2 separate regions of the Mus musculus genome follow, and region 1 is linked to region 2. Evidence: chromatin contacts called from public promoter capture Hi-C data. All regions are on one chromosome and are shown on one strand. The core of a region is the stretch at or near the end of the contact, and the rest is flanking DNA. Distances in the headings are between cores, read along the strand shown. Region 1 holds the start of Slc22a4 (solute carrier family 22 (organic cation transporter), member 4). Region 2 has its middle 21 kb from the start of Il5.

Region 1 (4,082 bases), core at 904-3,403, 290 kb after region 2:
ACCCAGAGGCTGTCACTCTCCATGAGCCCTGCCTCCTCCACAGCTGCCACCCTTGACTAGGTGTTCTTTTGTAATAGTGACTTCCATAGCTTTCTCCCAATCTTGCTTTCCATAGCAGCTAGAGCAAACTCTAAGAACAAGGGGTTTGGAGAGTTGATATTCATCTGTAGTTCTCTTTAGGAGGCAGAGGCAAGAGGATCCCTGTGAGTTCAAAGCCATTCTGCCTTGGTGATGCACTGAGTTACAGGCTAGACAAGACGATATCCTGTGGCCTTGTCTCAAAAGAAGAAAATAAAAACATACACCCTAGGTTTGCTATTTCCACAGTTCTCAAAATACAGTCAACATTTCAGAATACCCAGAAGCTGGCTGGTCCTAGAGGCAGTTCTGGTCTCTTACCCTTCCCTGAATGCCACCTACGGTATCAACAGGGCTCTTATTCCCAGAACCAGTCACATTCTTGGCTAGATAGGACTGTCTCTTAGCTCCAGATTTGCTTCACACTCCTTCCCGCAGTCTATCCAGATCTAGTTATTCCACAAAGAGAAAGGAGTTTATTTACCCAAAGTCACACATAAAACAAGCTATGATTTGAATTTTTGGCTCCTGAAGGCCAACAGCTAAGTAGGGCTGACATCAGCTCTCCTAACAACACAGCTGGCATGCCCACAGGCATCAGAGCTCTGCAGGTGGGACCCACACCCTAGCTGTCTACACCCTGGGGCCAGACACATTTTCTGTTGACTGCTCTGTAGTGCTGAGGGAAAGAGATAAGAAATTGAGGCTGTTGTTCCCAGAGATCTCATTGGGAGGAACCTAGTTGGTTTTTTGTTTAACCAGCCTAGGGAAAAAAAAAGACAGACCAGAAGCAGCAATGGTGGGAAGGCAGATTTTCTACCAGCTTGACCAACAGCAGGTAATCAGTTCTGGGTGATGCTCTTGCCAGAAACAGTGCTTGTCTTATCTGTTATGACCTGGTCCTCAGCAAATACGCAGCAGGAAACTAAGAGGGAGTAGTAGGTCCACATTCAGACTCTGGTGACTTGGGGAACCTATTCCCTGATCACTTAGAGGTAAGGCAGTGGGCTCAGCTGGAGCCTTGATCACCAGCTTACACTTCCCTCAGAAGTACGGGTCTTTCCTTGAGTGTCCAAAGGCCAGGTTCTAGTTTTGACTCCTTACATCCAACCAGTGTCAAGGAAGGGGCTGCTGCCTCTTTTTCGAGAAAGTGGGGGCCTCGACATAGAGGCCCTTCTGTCTCAAGACCCTTCCTTGTGTCCATCAACAGACCACTGTAGCCATTCTCTGTAGCAAGGAAATAGCTATGACTATAAATCAAGACAGTCTGGTTTGGCCTGCCCAGGGAAGCACCAGGGCTCTTGGGAAACTCTGTTGTGAAACTCAGAAAGGAAAAGGCAGTTGATGACAACACTCTCTTTTTTTCATCCCCTCCATGCCACACAGAAATTCATCAGCTCTGAGTGTGCGCTGAGAATACACTCACAACCCCACTCTGTGCCTGGAAGTTTTGAGACAGTAGGTGACACTGACCCAGGCACTGTCAGGGGCTGTTGGGGGCACGGATGCAACGGAGTCTCCATTCCCAATGTCCAGCTCCAGCACTACCACCTACCTCTGTCACGATGGTGGACAGGAAGATGTCCTTGTCGTACTCCCAGCCATCCAGGCAGCTCTCCTGCTCCAGCTGCTCCAGATCCACGTCCTGTCCTGGCTCCAGCCCCATCGCAGAGAAGTTGGCGATGGTGGCCAGTCGGTAGCGGCGGCAGCTCTGAGGCACCTGTCGTCCGTCCTTCGTCTCCAAGGGGATGCTGTGGTTGCGCCAGGAGCTGCTCAGGTTCACAGTGTCAGGAACCAGGCAACGGTGCTCGGGGGTCCCCGCCAGGAACACGACTGACATACCATTGAAGCCATTGGGGATGATGCTGGCGCTGAGCAGAAAGAAGATGAGGCGCTGGAAGGGCCCCCACTCGCCCAGGAAGGCGATCACCTCGTCGTAGTCCCGCATGTTTCCACCTCTCCTCCTCAGCTTGCGTGAGGGAGGTGGGTGGAGAGAAAGGATTCAGCGATTGCGGCGCGCTGAGGGGATCTTCCTAGGTGGCTGCGTGCAAACACGCCGTGGGTGCTGCAAAACTCCCAGGGGTTGGCGCGGAGCGCCGGGAAGCCGAGTCCTCTGGACCACACCCCCGTGCGGCTAGGCAGCGAAAGGCCACTGCACTCCACCGATCTGGGCGGAGCTCTCGGGCCGGCTCAGCCTCCTGCTCCGTTCCTTGCACCCAGCGGCCTTCCACGCAGGCCTCCCGCCCGGAATCGGCCGGACAACGCGCGTGCAGCTAGGAGCTCCGGCTTTCTCGGCCCCACGTGGGAGGGAGAGCGACAGGGAGGAGCGTCCCGAAAGCCAGGCCTAGCCCGGAGCAGGAGTTCGTTGCTCCACAATCCCAGCCTGGATTATGAGCAGGCGGACCGGTCAGTTAATCAAGTCTGCGCTCCCAAGAGACCTGTGTGGGGGACAGGAGCGCCACCTCTTCACACACACCAGCGTGGGAACTCACTTATGAACCTTAGCATGGCCGTAGTCCATCACGGGACGGCGGCGGCCCGAGAAGCGTCCTTGGAAAAGCAGGATCCTCACCTTGCAAAGAGGCGACTGTGGACCTGGAGCCAGAAAAGGATGTGCGAGGTCATGCTGAGTCAGAGGCGCGCCCTGGATTAGAAGGGCTGGATCACGGGCCCCTGAGTCGTTCTAGTGTCCTTTCGAAAGATTCCCTGTGGCCTTTATAGAGACACCAGAGGGAAGTCGGCCCACTGAGGGAGCATAGAGGAGTCACCACGCCTGGGCTCGGTGTTTGTCCTTTTGCACTCTCGGGGCACCCGGAGTCCTTTATTGCGGCACGGTGCCAAAGCCTTCTTGGACTGAAAGGCTATTTGCAGAAAGGCCCATTCTAGTCTAGGAACAGAGGGAGGAAGGGACAGAGAGAGGACAAACTGGTGAGATTTGGCCCTCAGAACTGGCAGGGTAACCAAAAGCGGGATTGCCTTTTTTCTCTCTCTGCTCAGTATTCACATCTAAGGTCCTGGGCACAGTGTACAAGCTAGCCCAAGCTAGAGCTGGGCTCCCCTAGCCTGGGATCCACAGGCCTGGAGAGACTGTAAGGCTGAGTAGCCCAACACTTTGCACAAACCGGGTTGTCTCATCAGACTCTGGCAAGGAACTGAAGGAGACTTCTGCTTTTTTCTTTGTTTTTGTTAGTTTCCCCCATGAGTCCTACTGTTAGGCTGACTTCCCACCAGTAACTTACATTTCTTTTCCTGTCATTTAAGCCGCATCTCCTAGTATGCCAGGACACTAGCTTTTTACTTTTGTTCGTTTGAGACAGGGTCTTCGGATGTAGCCCTGGCTGTCCTGGAACTTGCTATGTAGACCTGGCTGGTCTTGACTCACAGAGCTAGCTCTGCCTGTCTCTGCCTCCCAAGTGCTGGGATTAAAGCTGTGCACTTCTGTGCCTGGATCCGTGCTTATTAATCCAGTGAGAGTACTCGCAGGGTTTCTTTACTTCTGAAATGCTTGAGTGGTGGTGTGTTGTGGTCGGAATCTCACTTAGGTTCTGTTCTTCCACTTCAAATTACTAACAAACATAAACAGAGTCAAGAACTAGCTGTTTATTTTTTGAAGAATGATTCCCAAAGAACAAGACTGAAGGACTGAGGAGAGTGAGCAAAGAAGATGAAGCCACCACACAGAATGAAGATGAAGTCACCACAAGACACAGAATTGAGCTGGGCCTTGGCAGGCTGCAGGGTCAGTGCCCACGCCATGCACAGGAACCCTCTTGGAACCTGAGGTCCAATGAATGAGCAGTGCCATCTGCCTCAAAATGTTGGCACTGATGTCAAACATGTAGTATATACCTATAATCCCAGCAATGGGTAGGTCAAAGTAGGATGATTTTAAGTTCAAGACCAACCTGAGCTATGGTAAGACCATGTGTCAAAAAAAAAAAACAAAACAAAAAAAAAAAACCAAAAAAAACCAAAAACCAAAAACGTTACAAAAACAAACGAAC
Region 2 (3,652 bases), core at 900-3,399:
CAAATTAAAAGCTTGATTTTTCAACATTTCAAAAACAGTAGCTACAGCATGTAATTCAATTATTCGTGAAGCAGGGTTGAAACTCGAGAGAATAAACATGTGATCCAATCACATATGTTTCTCTCCCATTAGATGAGCAGTTTGTAAATACAGTAAATGCATTCTCTATGGGCTGCATGTGTACATTTACAGGAAATACAAAAGTATGTACAGAGGCAAATTCTAACAACTTGTCTTTTGAATAATTATTATCAAATTTGCCTAAAAAATTTGTCATGCAATAGGTCAAACATCAGTATCCTGCAATTATCAATTTAACTGCTGTTTGAAATAAGAAATAAATGTCTCATCAAGTTCTTTGCCAAAATACTTTCATGACTCTATCCTACAATTCTGTATTAACACAGCAACAGCTTCATAATAGGGCGTGCAAACTTTACTTGGAGACAAAGAAAAATGGATCCACATTAATGGTCCCTTTGGCCTAAGGACTGCTGTGAAACAGTCAACCATTGCTCATAGTCTATATAATGTATCTGCTGTTGGCTAATACCTTCCTCTGCTTTCTGCAAAGCTATTTGTCCATCATTGGTTAATTGTTCAGGGAACTAGTATTTGCATCCCCCCTGAGAATACAAACAGACAGAGATTTAAGTTCTCCTGTGGTGAGCTTAAGGTGAGGTCTTAGCCAATTAACATCTCCTAGAAGCTTTTGAAAATCATTTAAGGTAAGTAAATTATCTTATTATCTTTGTGTGTGTGTGTGTGTGTGTGTGTGTGTGTGTGTGTGTGTTGAGACAGGGTTTCTCTGTGTAGCCCTGGCTGTCCTAGAACTCACTCTGTAGACCAGGCTGCTGGCCTCAAACTCAGAAATTCGCCTGCCTCTGCCTCCCAAGAGCTGGGATTAAAGGCGTGCACCACTACTGCCCGGTTGTAAATTATCTTTTCTTACTTGGATTTTCTGTGCTAATTTGTTTAGGATATAACTGATGTCCCAACTATTGAAAAAGATATCGCCTTTGAATCTTTTCTGGAGCAGCAACTACTCCAAAATTTTAAAGTGTGTTGTATAAGAAGAGAAAGGCTTGTGGTAAAACGCCTTCAGAGGGATCCGTTAATAAAATATCCATATAACGAATAGTATACACTGAAGGATTCAAAGTCCTAACCTCCTGCACTGAAGCAGAAACACATTTTTGACGTAATGTAGGGCTATCTGATATTCTTTGAGGCAAAACTTTTTAATGATATCACTTCATGAGTTATTCAAAATTACAAGCAGACACACTAAATGTAAACCTATTACAACCATCAAGACACAAAGGAATAGTATAAAAACAATCTTTTAAATTTATAATAATTTTATAGCTATTTTTTGGAATGGCAGCTGGAGTAGGTAAGCCAGGTCATAATGCCCCCCTAAGTTCCTAGTTTCATTAACCTTTCATACATCTTAAGTTTGGACTTTGTTTTGGATTAATGGAATAACCAACCCCTTGGAGGTGAGAGAGAACATCAGCTCCAGTGTCTATTAATCCTTCAAAACTTTTTTCTTCAATTAGTAATTTAAGGTTAGGTCCCTCATTATAACAGACTGGACCCAGTACACATCAGAGGAACCAAAGCCATCTTGTCTTCTCTTACTCTTTTTTTTTTTTTTTTTTTTTTGGTTTCTCGAGACAGGGCTGTCCTGGAACTCACTCTGTAGACCAGGCTGGCCTCGAACTCAGAAATCCGCCTGCCTCCCAAGTGCTGGGATTAAAGTCCTCTCCTACTCTTAACACATTTGGAAGGTAGCAGATGCAAGGGAACTAAAACAAGTTGAGCAATTCTTCTGTTAGTAGGTACAGTTATAATGCCATGGGGAGAAGCAGCCATAATTCTAATTTCTCCTGCATAATCATTATCTATAACTCCAGGATAGATATGTAGTCCTTTTATAATAGTGATGTTTTGGCCTAAAAATAACCCCAAGGCCCCTGGAGGCAAGGAACCAAAAACTCCTATAGGCAGGGTTTGAACTCCCATTTCTGGGGTCAGGACTGTGTAGGTGGTGGGACTGAGGTCCAATCCTGTGCTTACTGGGGTTGCTCTGATTTTCTTGGCTAGGAAACTGCCTGTTGTGAGTGCCTTGAGGTCTGAGGCTGACCCTTCCTCCAGTTTCCTGACAAGGGACAGCTTTGTTTATCAGGTTCTGTCTTGGCTTTGTTCGGACAGATGGGGGCACACAGGCTGCATTAGCACTCTCATAAGCCAATTATGTAACAAAAGGAACTCCAGCCTGAGGATCTCCAAAAATTCTACCAGCTGCTTTTAGCAGTCTATCCACAAATTCCTGAGGCGGTTCATCGGGACCTGGTTCATCGGGACCTTGTTCGATCCCAGATAAACTCCCACTGAGAGCTCCTTTCCAATCTTGGGGGGTTAAATTTGCTTCTACCACTGTATCCAATAAAGCTTGTATAAAAGGGGTAGCAGGTCGGTACTATGCTATAGCTGTTTTAAACTCTTTTATTACTCTTGCAATCATCTTCACTTGCTTAATTTTTTCTTAATTACAAGTATGGGTGAGTTAAAAATCATGAGCTTGTAATTGAATTGTAAACTGCAACTAATGGAACATTGGCAGTTTAACTATATTTTTAAGTTTCTTTTTCAACATAGAGCATACCCATAATTTTGGAAAACAAAGCCCAGTTTTAAACAATCTTTTCTCTCTAAAATCAATACCAAGAGCATTACTTTCACGATACAAACTTTGGCTGCCAGTTTTTATATATGAGTGCATGACAGTGCAGCTTTTAATACCTCATTAAAGAGACATTGTTTTAAATCCTATCCTTCATAAGTCTAGTTTCTAGGATAAGAAATACATAAAATATTATCCCAATTTAGAAGTATCTTTAGAGACATATTTTCCTGGGTTGGCTCATGCCACGTGTTATTTAGAATGACTCCAACCCTGAGTTACCAGTTTTAAGCCAACTTTCTATTACCAAAGTTACAAAATTTTAATCATACCAAATAACTTATAAGCCAATACTCTATAACCAAGACATGTATAACATATTTATACTTTTAAAACCAGTCAGAAACAAAAATGAAGTGGCCACACACATCTTATATATTTAGACTAAACAAAATTTTCTTACTTTTTCTAGCTGTAATTTCAAGAGAGGAGTGCCTTGCTACTTTTTGAACCCAATTACAGAGTTTTTTTGCAGGGTAACTTCTCAGTTTCTGCAGTGCAAATTGAGTGCCTTTTAAACAAGTTAAACTAAAGCAAGGAGGGGGGGGGGGTACGAGGGACAGCCAGCAGATAAGTTTATCCATTTTTTCTTTTGAACATGAAGCACAGAACACCAACCATTCAAACAAAAGACAAAACCAGGCATAAATGGACAGACATGGACAGATTAGCGCACCAAGGACAGACAATAGACAGAGAGGGAAGAGAACTTGATGTCCCAAAGGGACCCAAATACCCTACTTAAGAGATCCAGAGCCAGAACTAAGGATATCTCCAGTAGGAGCCAGAGAAGAAGCAGGACATCTCTCCCTCCTTCCTCCTGTCCCTAGGAGAGCTCTGAAAGAGCTTTTACCATCCCTACTTCTGGAAACTATGGACACCACAAATCTACTTGAGCTAAGA

What was found. Promoter capture Hi-C pulls out the DNA fragments that hold promoters and counts their contacts.
Region 1: a promoter capture Hi-C map of stem cell-derived epiblast-like cells shows a contact between it and region 2, with 2.1 times the contacts expected there. The contact joins the promoter of Slc22a4 here to the enhancer-like site in region 2. A contact is called at or near these places in 2 of 39 promoter capture datasets (the 3T3-L1 cell line and stem cell-derived epiblast-like cells), 1 of 484 Hi-C or Micro-C datasets (nephron progenitors), 3 of 115 datasets of contacts at active chromatin or transcription factors (bone marrow-derived dendritic cells, bone marrow-derived macrophages and pancreatic cancer cells) and 1 of 9 other capture datasets (adipose tissue).

What each region holds. Positions count from the first base shown.
Region 1 is chr11:54,025,951-54,030,032 of GRCm38.p6, forward strand. Slc22a4 (solute carrier family 22 (organic cation transporter), member 4) reads right to left here and starts at 2,154. Exons shown (of 10, transcript NM_019687.4): 1 at 1,634-2,154. The coding sequence starts at 2,026.
Region 2 is chr11:53,740,357-53,744,008 of GRCm38.p6, forward strand. No RefSeq gene overlaps it. Among named protein-coding and RNA genes, the nearest start is that of Il5, 21 kb to the left of the region's middle. Within about 2 kb of position 2,150, at least 9 of the 459 cell types and tissues checked have an H3K27ac peak or open chromatin away from gene starts, as enhancers often do.